Regions from separate parts of the Mus musculus genome. Here all the other regions are linked to region 1. The links are chromatin contacts, called in public promoter capture Hi-C maps. All regions are on one chromosome and are shown on one strand. Each heading gives the region's core, a stretch centred on a gene start, on an enhancer-like site or on the middle of the called end of the contact. The rest is flanking DNA. Distances are from core to core; before and after follow the strand shown. Region 1 overlaps Rbm17 (RNA binding motif protein 17). Region 2 overlaps Pfkfb3 (6-phosphofructo-2-kinase/fructose-2,6-biphosphatase 3). Region 3 overlaps Il2ra (interleukin 2 receptor, alpha chain).

What was found. Capture Hi-C pulls out chosen DNA fragments and counts their contacts.
Region 2: a contact with region 1 is called in a promoter capture Hi-C map of liver. The contact joins two enhancer-like sites. A contact is called at or near these places in 7 of 39 promoter capture datasets (3T3-L1-derived adipocytes, the C10 cell line, the HPC-7 cell line and 4 more), 8 of 484 Hi-C or Micro-C datasets (ECoMG myeloid progenitors, the P5424 cell line, brown adipocytes and 5 more), 1 of 115 datasets of contacts at active chromatin or transcription factors (microglia) and 3 of 9 other capture datasets (adipose tissue, liver and pancreatic islet).
Region 3: a promoter capture Hi-C map of adipose tissue shows a contact between it and region 1. The contact joins two enhancer-like sites. A contact is called at or near these places in 5 of 484 Hi-C or Micro-C datasets (B cells, bone marrow-derived macrophages, hematopoietic stem cells and 2 more) and 3 of 9 other capture datasets (adipose tissue, liver and pancreatic islet).

The regions. Positions count from the first base shown.
Region 1 is chr2:11,586,061-11,589,902 of GRCm38.p6, reverse strand. Rbm17 (RNA binding motif protein 17) reads left to right here. Exons shown (of 12, transcript NM_152824.1): 8 at 812-975; 9 at 2,109-2,182; 10 at 2,938-3,036. Among named protein-coding and RNA genes, the nearest start is that of Rbm17, 15 kb to the left of the region's middle. Within about 2 kb of position 1,687, at least 22 of the 459 cell types and tissues checked have an H3K27ac peak or open chromatin away from gene starts, as enhancers often do. A contact at or near this core is called in adipose tissue and liver, where this site is marked.
Region 2 is chr2:11,476,788-11,480,629 of GRCm38.p6, reverse strand. It overlaps Pfkfb3 (6-phosphofructo-2-kinase/fructose-2,6-biphosphatase 3), which reads left to right. Exons shown (of 18, transcript NM_001177753.1): 15 at 259-432; 16 at 2,572-2,594. Among named protein-coding and RNA genes, the nearest start is that of Gm52500, 23 kb to the left of the region's middle. Within about 2 kb of position 1,884, at least 6 of the 459 cell types and tissues checked have an H3K27ac peak or open chromatin away from gene starts, as enhancers often do. A contact at or near this core is called in liver, where this site is marked.
Region 3 is chr2:11,677,589-11,681,430 of GRCm38.p6, reverse strand. Il2ra (interleukin 2 receptor, alpha chain) reads right to left here. Exons shown (of 8, transcript NM_008367.3): 4 at 1,006-1,221. Among named protein-coding and RNA genes, the nearest start is that of Gm39759, 14 kb to the left of the region's middle. Within about 2 kb of position 2,075, at least 7 of the 459 cell types and tissues checked have an H3K27ac peak or open chromatin away from gene starts, as enhancers often do. A contact at or near this core is called in adipose tissue, where this site is marked.

The sequences.
Region 1 (3,842 bases), core at 438-2,937:
CTGCCTCAGTCTCTGGAGTAACGATGTTAGGATTGCAGGAGTGCGGTGCCACTATATTTCATTTCTGTTCTGATGCTGTGAAAGACTGCTCAGGTGGCATCGCCCTATTTTTTTTGTTCCGTGCTGTTAAACAGAGTGCTGCTTGTAGTCTAGGTTCTGAGAACCCTCAGGAGGTACTAAAGAAAGCTGGAGTAGACAGCTGGACTCATGAGCAGCAGGAGGACTTTTCAAATAATGGGAGTTCTTTCTTCAGTCACACTGTCTCAGCAGCTGCTAATGGAGACTGCATCTGTTGGTGTGGTTCCAGCACACTGTCTTAGAGGACAGTGCCCGGTCATTGACCGCGCTGCACTGGAGGGGAAGAGGGCAGGGAAAGCTTCTGGGTCTAGTCCTTCCTGCTCACCATAAAAATTGTCGCTTTGTTTGGTTTTCATTTAAACAGGAATTGGATTTTTAACTTGTACTTAAGAAAGCTCCAATACAGAATAGTTTAGCCTTTGTAGGAGTTTCCTTTGCCCTGAAATAGTTTGTTCAAAAGGATCTCTGAAAGGAACTGCAGAATATAAGTAGGTGCAGGTCTAGTGGGAGCTGAGCTTGGGTGCAAAGCCGAGTCGACGGGGACACCCTTGAGACCTTTGACACCGGGAGTAAATTGCTGCCCTCTTGAAAGCAGCAGACCAAGAATCTAATTCTATTAGTGCTCTTAACACGGGAAAAGGTTTTTCAAATGCTTTCTTTGTGGCCAGAGTGTGTCCAGTGTGTTCTGGTATCAGTGGCGTTAGCTCTAAGGATCCTCTTCCTTCCCTCACAGTGGCACAGTGGCTCATAAGATTATGCAGAAGTATGGCTTCCGGGAAGGTCAGGGACTGGGGAAACACGAGCAAGGGCTGAGTACTGCATTGTCTGTGGAGAAGACCAGCAAGCGTGGCGGCAAGATCATTGTGGGGGATGCGACAGAGAAGGGCGAGGCTCAGGGTAAGTTCACAGAGCGTGTGGGTCCTTCATTCCAGAGGGATGGTGCATCCTCCTCGGGGAGCAGTGACTGCTCCTGCTGCTGTGACATGCTTTCCACTTCTGTATTATGAAACCAAGAAGTCTCAGACTTGTCTTTATGTTTCAGAACCAAGGCAGACATGAAATATGTTTGTGGGAGCAAAATTTCCCAGCTGCTTTGATTAGGCAAAGTATCTTTAGAGCTTGATATAATGCTTAAAGATTGTGTTTGCTTTCTCCGCGCCTTCCCTGGGTCTCAGGCTTTTTTCCTTTCAGTATAGATGTGGTTCTGGTTTACTTCTGGTAACAAGTCCACTGACAATCCTGTTGGTGCACAGCCTCAGCCGCAGCCAGTCGCCTCACTGCTAGCTGCTAGTTAAAAACAGACTTATCTCAGTTTACAGTAGGATCTAAAGTCAGTGTAGCTAGTAACTAGATAATTGTCTTTGCCAGCAACCTTAAACTGGTATTCCAAGACAAAGATTATCAGTAAATATTATAAACTGTGCTCTGCCAGCCCTTCAGGAAGTGAAATGAGCAAAAGATGGTGGGTAAAAGCTAGAAACTTTCAGATAATACTATAAATGCATATAGCAAAGAGGAGCATGCTTTTACGGCAGGGCCTGGTGCATAGATGACTCTAGGACACAGTGATGAAGTTGGCATGTGATTGAATTAGTCTTGGGCTGGGACTCAGTAACACTTCCTGTTCCCTCAGTTCCATTTCCTGTTGCTGTGGTAAAATAACCTGACAAAAGCAACTATGAGAGGAAGTGTTTATTTGGCTCGATCCAAATCCAGGTTACAATCTGTTACTAAGGGGCAGTCGAGGCACCAGGAACATGAAGCAGCTAGTCACGTAGCATGTAGTTGGGAGCAGAGAGTGATGAGTGAATGCATACTAACTAGTCCTTGGTTTCCTTTTCCCATCCTTGTTTGGTCTGGGCCCCCAAACTTCAGGGTTCCTCCCATTTCAGTAAATATAACTAAGATACTGTCTCACAGGCATTCTCACAGACCTTTCTAGACCTCTAGATTTAATTATGTCTAGATTTTACATGTCTAGATTAGGAAAATTAAAACTAACGATCATAGTGTCTCATGTTTTGATACAGATGCATCCAAGAAGTCGGATTCAAATCCATTAACTGAAATTCTTAAGTGCCCTACTAAAGTGGTCTTGCTGAGGGTAAGAAGTAAAAGAAACTTGTCCTTGCTCCTATGTCACCCGTCTACCTGTCTTTACAGGCTTTCACAAAGTCCCACTGGTAGCCTATAAAATACTGAGAATATGGGCTGGAGCAATGGCTCAGTGGGAAGAGCATGCGATGCTCTTCCAGAGGACCCGAGTTTGTTTCCCAGCAACCACATGATGGTCCACAGCTGTCCATAACTCCAGTTCCCGGGGATCTACCCTCTTCTGGCCTCTTGAGGGCACCAGGCACTCAAATGGTACACAGACATACATTCAAGCAAAACGCCCATACATTTTTTTTAAAAAATACATTTTTGAAAAGATTGTTGAAAATGATACTTTTACAAATAATACCTTTGGGTAGATCCTTACAGATGGGTTTTAGGTTATCCTCTCAGTAAAATGTTACATGAGACTGCAGCGACTAATTAGTTAAAATGGTTAGACAATTCTGAAACATCCTCTTTGGTACACAGATACTGTTATAACACTTTTCAGAGCTTGCTCTCTGTTTGCAGAAATGCCAGCTCTAGTACCTTAGAGGCAGAATTTTCCATTCTGTCTTTTGGGATTAGAACATATCCCACATCTAGGATGGGACTCAGTGTTGGAGCACTTCCCAGTGTGTGCAAAGTTCTAGTTCTGGCTGAGTAGAGGGGAGAGAACATTTGCCTTTATGAAAGAAAGTGTTATTTCTGAAAGCTGCAGACATTTGTAAATTACGCCTGTGTTTGCTTCTCTGTATATAGAACATGGTTGGTGCAGGAGAGGTCGATGAAGACTTGGAAGTTGAAACCAAGGAAGAATGTGAAAAATATGGCAAAGTTGGGAAATGTGTGATATTTGAGGTACGGAGATTTTTCTCTTGCAATTGGTGGATTATAAGTCCCCCTCTACAAGTGGCGTTGATCTAGTAACATTGTCTCCCTATAAAAGCCAACACATTTCACTTAGACTGGGTGATTTGTGTTTGTTCTGCTTGTAGGACAAGGTCTCCTTTGTAGGCAGGCTGACCTTGAGCTCACGGAGATTTCCTGTCTCTGCCTCCTAAGTGCCAGGACTAAAGGCATCATCACTACTCCCAGCTGTCTGGTAGTGTTAAATGTAAAAACAAAAGTAGAGTTTATTTAGTAGTATAATGGAAACATTTTACATTTGCAAGTATTTCATGCCTCTCATGGAGCCCATTCTGTACTGAGAACATTTAAGACACCAAAAACGTGTTGCATTTTCAAGGATATGTTCAGATGAAGAGACAGCACATAACAACCAGGAAATACAAAATTAGTAGACCTAGGAGTATTGGCACTGAGATCTTGAGAATGCTGTCAGCCGAAACAAATGAAGAAGGCCTTATTACTGTCACATGTGAGCCAGGCTTTGAATAGAGTGTGGGGGGGGTGGCAGAGGAAGGGGCTTTGGGCTGGGTGAGGACTCCTGGGAACTAGCTGGACTCATGCTTACATACATGCCATGAAGCCATATTGTAGAAAGCTTGGACCTCTAAACAAAGCTAGTGAAAATGTAGACCTGTGAGGACAGCTGTGTAGCTGTTGCTGCTGCTGCTTCACCCTGTGTCTGCTGACTGTATAACACTCGATTACAGACTGCATTACTTAGCTTTAGGTATGTGGTCTCAGCCCCCTAACACAGA
Region 2 (3,842 bases), core at 635-3,134, 110 kb after region 1:
GATTGTAATTCTTTTCTCTTCCCCTGCTTTGCAAATAGTGAGAGGTTCTGGGCCAACAGCAGCTCAGTGTCAAGGCCACTCACCTGGGTGTCCCTCTGGTTGTACCTTTACAAGTCTCGAGACGAATCTATGTGGTGTGTGTGTGTGTGAGTGTGTGTGTGTGTGTGTGTGCGCGTTTGCGCGTGCGTGCGTGCTTCTCTTCCTACCTCCCCACTCCTTGTAACTGTCGCCTTCTCTCTTTTGTCTTTGTCTGCTTAGGATGCAAAGAAGGGACCTAACCCGCTCATGAGACGCAATAGTGTCACCCCACTAGCCAGTCCCGAGCCCACCAAAAAGCCTCGCATCAACAGCTTTGAGGAGCGTGTGGCTTCCACTTCTGCTGCCCTGCCAAGCTGCCTGCCCCCGGAAGTGCCCACGCAGCTGCCCGGACAAGTCAGTGATCCTGCTTTAATTACTGCCTACAGGGGAGAGTGCAGAGGGAAGAGGATGCCCGTATCTGGGGTTCTGTGTTGTGTTTGCAAGTAAGGATGAGTGCCTGTGTTCAAGTGGGCTGCATGTGCGATGTATGAGGATTGTGGCTGTCTAGTGTATGTACATGCATCAGTGAGAACATACCGTTCTCACTCTGCAATCTTTCCTCATCAGCAGTGACTGTGCGCATCCTTTCCGAGCTGTGGCCTTTATTCTTTATTGAGCAGAATCAGGCAGAGTAAAGACATTATAAAATGCCCCTGTCCTATGCACATTTCTGAGTACTACTAGAGCAGTCTACACTCCAGCAATTCCCAATCCAGGAGTCTGTACAGCCCAGGGGACTGATGTCTTGTCTTTCCTCTCTTTTGCTAACTTCTTTGCTGTCACCTCTGGCAGAAAAAGGGCTGAGGCCACACAGAAAAGCCTAACTCCTCTCCAGAGCCAGCATAGCCCTGTCCTCCTTAGAAACAGTCCAGAGCTGGAGAGGCAGCTGAGTTTAAAGCTCTTTCTGTCCAATTTCGGAGACTTATGTTCAGATCCCGAGAACCCATGCAATAAATTGTGTTCAGAGACTCATGCCTGTAAAATCACCAGTGGTGAGATGGGAGACAGAAACAGGTAGATCCTCGAAGCTCTCGGCCAGCTAGCCTGGTCCACATGGTGAAATCCCAACACAGTAAGAAAAGGTGGAAGGCTCCTGAAGGTTGGCATCTAAGGTTGTCCTTTTATCTCCACTTTTGGGGTACTTGTGTCTACCTGCACCTTGATACACGGATGCTCGTGTGCATGGTATGCGTATACACATATACAGAATCAGGCAGCTAAGACAGCCACCTTTTCACACAGTGGTTAGATGATCAGAGTAAAAATAAACAGAACTCAGCAAGACTCACTCTTTCACTTGCTTGAAAGATCAAAGGCTGAAGAGTCTGGCTGTTGAGCATCCAAATTTGTTTTCAGGAAACCAGTCCTTTAGAGATAGCCGAGGACCTTTGCCAACATGAGATAGTAGACCTTGCCCCGTGCCTGGATGAATTTCAGATCAATACTAGGCAGTTCTGGCTGTGTGGTGACAGCTCTTCTGCTGCCCCTGAGCTTCCTGTTAACATCTTAAGGGTTAGAATGAGGTCCAGAGAGAACCCTGTGGCCTCCACTGCTCATTTAACTACTCCAGGCCTCAGTTTCCTAACCTGTGGAATTGGACAGTAATATACCCTACAAAAAGTGGCTCGGATAAGGTGCTGTCCGTATAACTTGGGTCTGGCACAAAGTAAGGGTTAGGTTCAGTGAGATGACAGATTCCCTGGGAGCCCAAGGACTTGGCTTTGATTGTAGCTCTGTCCTAACCTGAGTGTAGGTTGTTTTTCCCCATTTGGCCTCAAGTTGTCAAGTTGTACTATAGTCCAGAGTACATAGTCTCTAACTTATGGTCATTCTAGCTCTGCCTCCGGAGTATAGGATTGCTTTGTTTTGTGGAGGACAGTGTCTCATGGTGCAGAGAGACTGACCTTAGATTTACTGTGTAGTTGAGTATAACTTTGAACTCCTGATTCTCCCCCTCCTCCCAGGCACACTGCTATACCTGGCATGTGGATTTTAATGTCCAGGCTCAGTCTCTTTAGCATTGGAAATGGACACAGGAGCAGTGGGAAGACTCCTTTAGGTCTGAGCATGTTCTAACTACACCCAAGCAAATGGCTTCTCTATGCCACTCTATCCTGGTGCATTGTGGGAGTCTTCTGTTGCAGAGGCTCAAGGGTTGGGCCAGGGCCAGGTGACATCCAGAACTATACTGATCTGGTCATAGAGGTCACTGGCAAGAGCTCAGTCTTGCCCCCCCCCCCCCCACACACACACACACACTTCACAGGTGCCTCTGACTTTGTTAGGACAGCCCTTTAGAATCGCCAGATCCTCAGGCACAGATGTCGGCATCTATTGGCCGGTTCAGACATGGGAGGGGTGCGGGACTCAACTCAGCAGCTGCCATCTGGCCTCCTAACTTACTTTCTCTCTCTCTCTCTCTCTCTCTCTCTCTCTCTCTCTCTCTCTCTCTCTCTCTCTCTCTCTCTCTCTCCTTATCTTGTCTCCCTGCAGCCTTTGCTAGGGAAAGCCTGTCTGTAAGTATTTCCTTCTCAATAATTCTATTGCTTGCACTCAACGCTTGCTTGTTTGCCCATTTGGTCTCCTGCCTGTTGAAGTATCTAGGAGGAAGACAGTCTGAGGTTGCCCACAGAGGAGTAGGAGATAGGAAGACAGAATTCCCAAAGTTTGTAGAGAAGAGATACAGAAAGAGATACAGGTTGGATTTCACCATGTTCAGCACACTCCAATGCCATCAAACACAGGGTGCTACTCCCCACTCCCTCTTGGGGTTCTATGCTGTGTCTTCTTCATTGGTCACAGGCAGGGCTTGACGTAATGCCAGAGTTCCCTTGTGGGGTCAGATTTTCATGTAAATGAATCTAATGCTTACTACCCCTGCTTTGTACCTCTTCCACCAGAGGAGCATCCTTTTGTTCTGAAAACAATATTTAGTCCAGAACCTAGTAGCCAAGCATGGGGACCTATTTTGATGTCATGGAGCTGTCCTGGCCTGTCAGTCCTGCCAAGGGACAGTCTGTGGAGACATCCATGTACGAACTATAGCTGGGGATCCCACTCCACTGTATCCTCAGACCTGACTGCAGCTGTGACAAGCTTGGGGCTGGCATTTGGGACTCACAGAGAATGAGATTGGCCATCCTTTGCATCTCTGGCCCCTTCAATAAGAGACTGTTTAACAAGAAAAGTCAAATGGCCTGCACACCCACACACTGGCAGGCTGTAGAGCCAGGCCTCAAACAGACCTTGTGCCCCAGAAAGCTGGTTTCTTCTCTCCTGCAAGCTTGTTGGAAAAGCCCAAGTACCAGTCTTCTGTTTTAGATTCTTGAAGGCTAAGGGGCACCATGAGTGGCTGCTGGTCTCTGGGTTAGCTCCTGCGGGCGCCCTTGCTGCCACTTCCTAAGGAGAAGGCTGGCATAAAAAGGGACAGTGTGCTCACCCTCGCGTGTCTATTGTGGACTGCTTGGGGACCAAGGGTTCTCCTTGCAGAGCCTTTGGGTTTGGAGCCTTGTGAGTTTGCATCTGTGCATTTCCTTCAGAAGGCAATTTTCCTGCTGGGAAAAGCTGTTCACATCTGCTGCCTCCACCCTACACTGTTAGATTCACCTTGGAAATGGACAAGCTGGAGAATCTAATAGTGCTTTTGGCTGGAGCACCTTTAGACTCACCACCACCACCACCACCACCACTCCTGCCCCAACTATGATTAGATTCTAATCTGGAGACCCAGCTTGTAAGCCCAACCTGAGAGTGCCACCTCATGT
Region 3 (3,842 bases), core at 826-3,325, 91 kb before region 1:
AGGGGATTTTCTTAATAAGTGATCGATGTGGGAAGGGTCAGCCCATTGTTGGTGGGGACACCTCTGGACTGGTGGTCCTGGGTTCTATAAGAAAGCAAGGCTGAGCAAACCATGAGGAGCAAGCCAATAAGCAGCATGACTCCATGGCCATGATATCAATTCCTGCCTCCAGGTTCCTGCCGTTTCCTGACTTCCTTCTATCATAAATGATGATGTGGAGATGAAAGTCAAATAAGCCTCCTCCTCCCCAAGTTGCTTTTGATCATGGTGTTTTATCACAGCAATAGTAACCCTAACTCAGAAACCCAGGGTCTTGCTAGGAAGTATTGGTATGCCCTGGCCATGGGGGTGACTCTCTGGAGGGAAGTTTTGAGAAGCAAACAGCATCCCAAGGGAACCACAGAGGAAGTCATGAAATGTGACAGACGGCAGTAGCCAAAGAAACCAGAAAAACTCATGAGCACCTTTTGATGATGGAAGTAGTAAGGTTTCAAACAATGATGGCTGAAGACCTCTGCACAGGCAGGTTGCATGTGAGCAGGACTGGGCATGTGAAGGCCCATCCTAAGGCAAGTCACTTCCCACACACTTGTACTTTTTATCGAAAATCAGGGGGACCTTTAAGGGGACTGTAATGACCATGGAACACAGTACAAATGACATATAAGTACAAAGAAGAGTCATGGGTGTGATTCTGAACTTTCCCTTGTGAACAATAGGATATCTTGGTGATGGGCAGAAGTTGTGGAAGCTCTGGCTTCAATAGACACAGGATAGCACTCTGTCCTAGAGACAGCATCCTGTATGGTTCGGAGCACCGGAGAGATCCTCATTTCCCTGCCTTTAACCATCTCTATGTAGAGTTAAGGGAACCTCAGCATTTCGAGTGTTCTTTCTGTGTTTTAAAAGGTGAGACCCAGAAGGCCACGTGGCTTTCCCAGATCCCATGGCAGTGTGGTCCAGATGAGGAAAGAATGGGAAGGACACAAGAAAGGAACAACTTACCCAGAAATCGGTGGTGTTCTCTTTCATCTACACATGTGAGCTGGGGCTGAGTCCACCCCGTTTTCCCACACTTCATCTTGCAGATGCTAATAGCAGGACCTCTCTGTAGAGCCTTGTATCCCGGAATACACTCGTAGTGAACACTCTGTCCTTCCACGAAATGATAGATTCTCTTGGAATCTTCATGTTTCCAAGGAGGTGGCTCCCTGCAGTGACCTGGACGAGGAAGAGAATTTTGAAGGCAAGTTTGGGAAGACACAGCAAATGCCTCTAGGTTACTTCTTGCACCCAGAACAACTCTGGTGGCTAAAACTGGACATCGGTTCTTATTTACTTGTTTTGCTTTCACTGAACCTACAAGTGTTGATAGATTCCAGCTGTCAGAAATGTAGGCATTGTAGGAAGGCATGGAACCCAGGGATGCGCAGCTATTTCCTGAATTGGAGAGCGGCTCTTTAAGACTCAGAAAAATAAAATAAACAAACCCCACAGATGACAGGATGCTCCTGCAGCTCACCGCCCCTCTTCTCTTACTGTTACATAAGCAGTTACAATGACGGGAGAGAAGGAGACTCAAACTGTTGGGGCTGTCCGCCGGTCCCCCTGGGACCTCCAGCAAACCAGCTTACGAGGGTTTTTATCCAAGCTGGGGTGGGGTTTCTGATGAAGCAGCTGAATTTGAACTATCCTTGCTCCCAAGAGTAAGCCCAGTGAATTCATTGGTTCATTACATGATACTTGGGTGGAATCATTTCTTTAGTTTGCAGTCATTGCTCTATCTAGTGACCAGATGTTTGTTCAGGTCTCCCCAGGAAAAGTCACATGGTGGTCACTCCCACAAGGGTCGGATAGGTGATGAGGTGAGAAAGACAGAGGAAGGTGGACCGGCAGTGGGAGCGGCAGGTGCGGAGGGGATGCTTGCCGGGAGCCCAGGTGGAATGTGCTTTTCATTTGACCCATGCTGCAAAGACCCTGAGACTCTGCTGAGACACAGCAGCTGGGTGGAGCAGATGGACGGACCTCTCAGTACAGCTGCTGAACACGTGAGGAGGAACAAACAAATTGTTAGCATTCAGCCTAGGACTTGGGGGAGCTGACCAAGGACAAAGCTAATGTCTGGAGGAGGGGAGTCACTGAGAGAATCTCAGAGAAATAGATCTTTGATTAAACCACAGCTGAAGCACGACCCACATCGACCATGTCAACCCTTCTAAAGATCCCCGACACCCAGCAACTTCTCACTCACTGGAAGGAACCCAGGCTTGGCTGAACTTTGGCCGCAGAGATCGTGGCCTATTCTGAATTAATCTTGGAATTCCCTATCAATGGCCTTCCATTTAATCAGACAGAACTATATATGCTGTCGGACTCTGAATCATAAATTACTCGTAGGTTTAGAACCTTCCAGATTTTCAAAACACCTGACTACCCAAAACAATCCCCAAAAGAACCACATTCAAGCTCTCTGCCCCCACAGGAAGCTGGGTGGCCCTGACCTGAGCCATTTTCTGTTACATTGCACTTTGTGTAACAACACTGGGACTGAGTTTTAGTCTCAGAACAAATTATTTTAAGACCAGGAAACATTATAGTTGATGGAACCTGTTTGAACTTAATTTTTCTTTTCTGTAAACCCCAAACTATTACAAATTATAAAACATCCCTTACAGAGACGGAGTTTGGAGCTGAGATGAAAGGATGGACCATGTAGAGACTGCCATAGCCAGGGATCCACCCCATAATCAGCATCCAAACGCTGACACCATTGCATACACTAGCAAGATTTTATTGAAAGGACGCAGATGTAGCTGTCTCTTGTGAGACTATGCCGGGGCCCAGCAAACACAGAAGTGGATGCTCACAGTCAGCTAATGGATGGATCATAGGGCTCCCAATGGAGGAGCTAGAGAAAGTAGCCAAGGAGCTAAAGGGATCTGCAACCCTATAGGTGGAACAACATTATGAGCTAACCAGTACCCCGGAGCTCTTGACTCTAGCTGCATATATATCAAAAGATGGCCTAGTCGGCCATCACTGGAAAGAGAGGCCCATTGGACTTGCAAACTTTATATGCCCCAGTACAGGGGAATACCAGGGCCAAAAAGGGGGAGTGGGTGGGCAGGGGAGTGGGGGTGGGTAAATATGGGGGACTTTTGGTATAGCATTGGAAATGTAAATGAGTTAAATACCTAATAAAAAATGGAAAAAAAAAATATCACAAGAAAAAAAAAAAAAAAAAAAAAAAAACATCCCTCAGCTAGAAGCAACTTGTTCTCGCTCTCTCTTTCTCTCTCTCTTTCTCCCTCTCTCTCCCTCCCCCTCCCTCACCCTCCCTTCCTTTTCCCCTCTCTCTCCGTCCCTCATTATTTGGGGCTGAAGAGGTTATCATACAATTCAGGACAGCTTTGAACTTCTCATCTTCCTGCCTCTGCTCCCAGATGCTTGATTACAGACATGTACAACCATGCCAAGTTCATCTGATTGTCTTTTGAGTAAGAACAAATATTGACACCCCACCAACAGAGACCTTTCAGTAACTGTCGAGGTTGGCACCAGATACCAGGAGAGCAGAGAAAACATTAAATGTATTTGAAAAACACTATTCCAGGACAGAGCTGGGAAAGAAAGGGAAATGAAAGCATCACATTGCAATAATGCTTCTAGATTGGACTTTATCCCCCCACCCCAATACTGGATGCTGTGACTAGTTCTTAAGTAGCTAAAAATAAGGTCTCAGAAGAAAGGGGGACTAGAGGTTTTGCTTTCCCTCTGTGATGTGACTGTAGCTGGGCCGTTTCAAGGCTCTGTGTCTTAGTTTCTTTGGTAATCAAGGAACA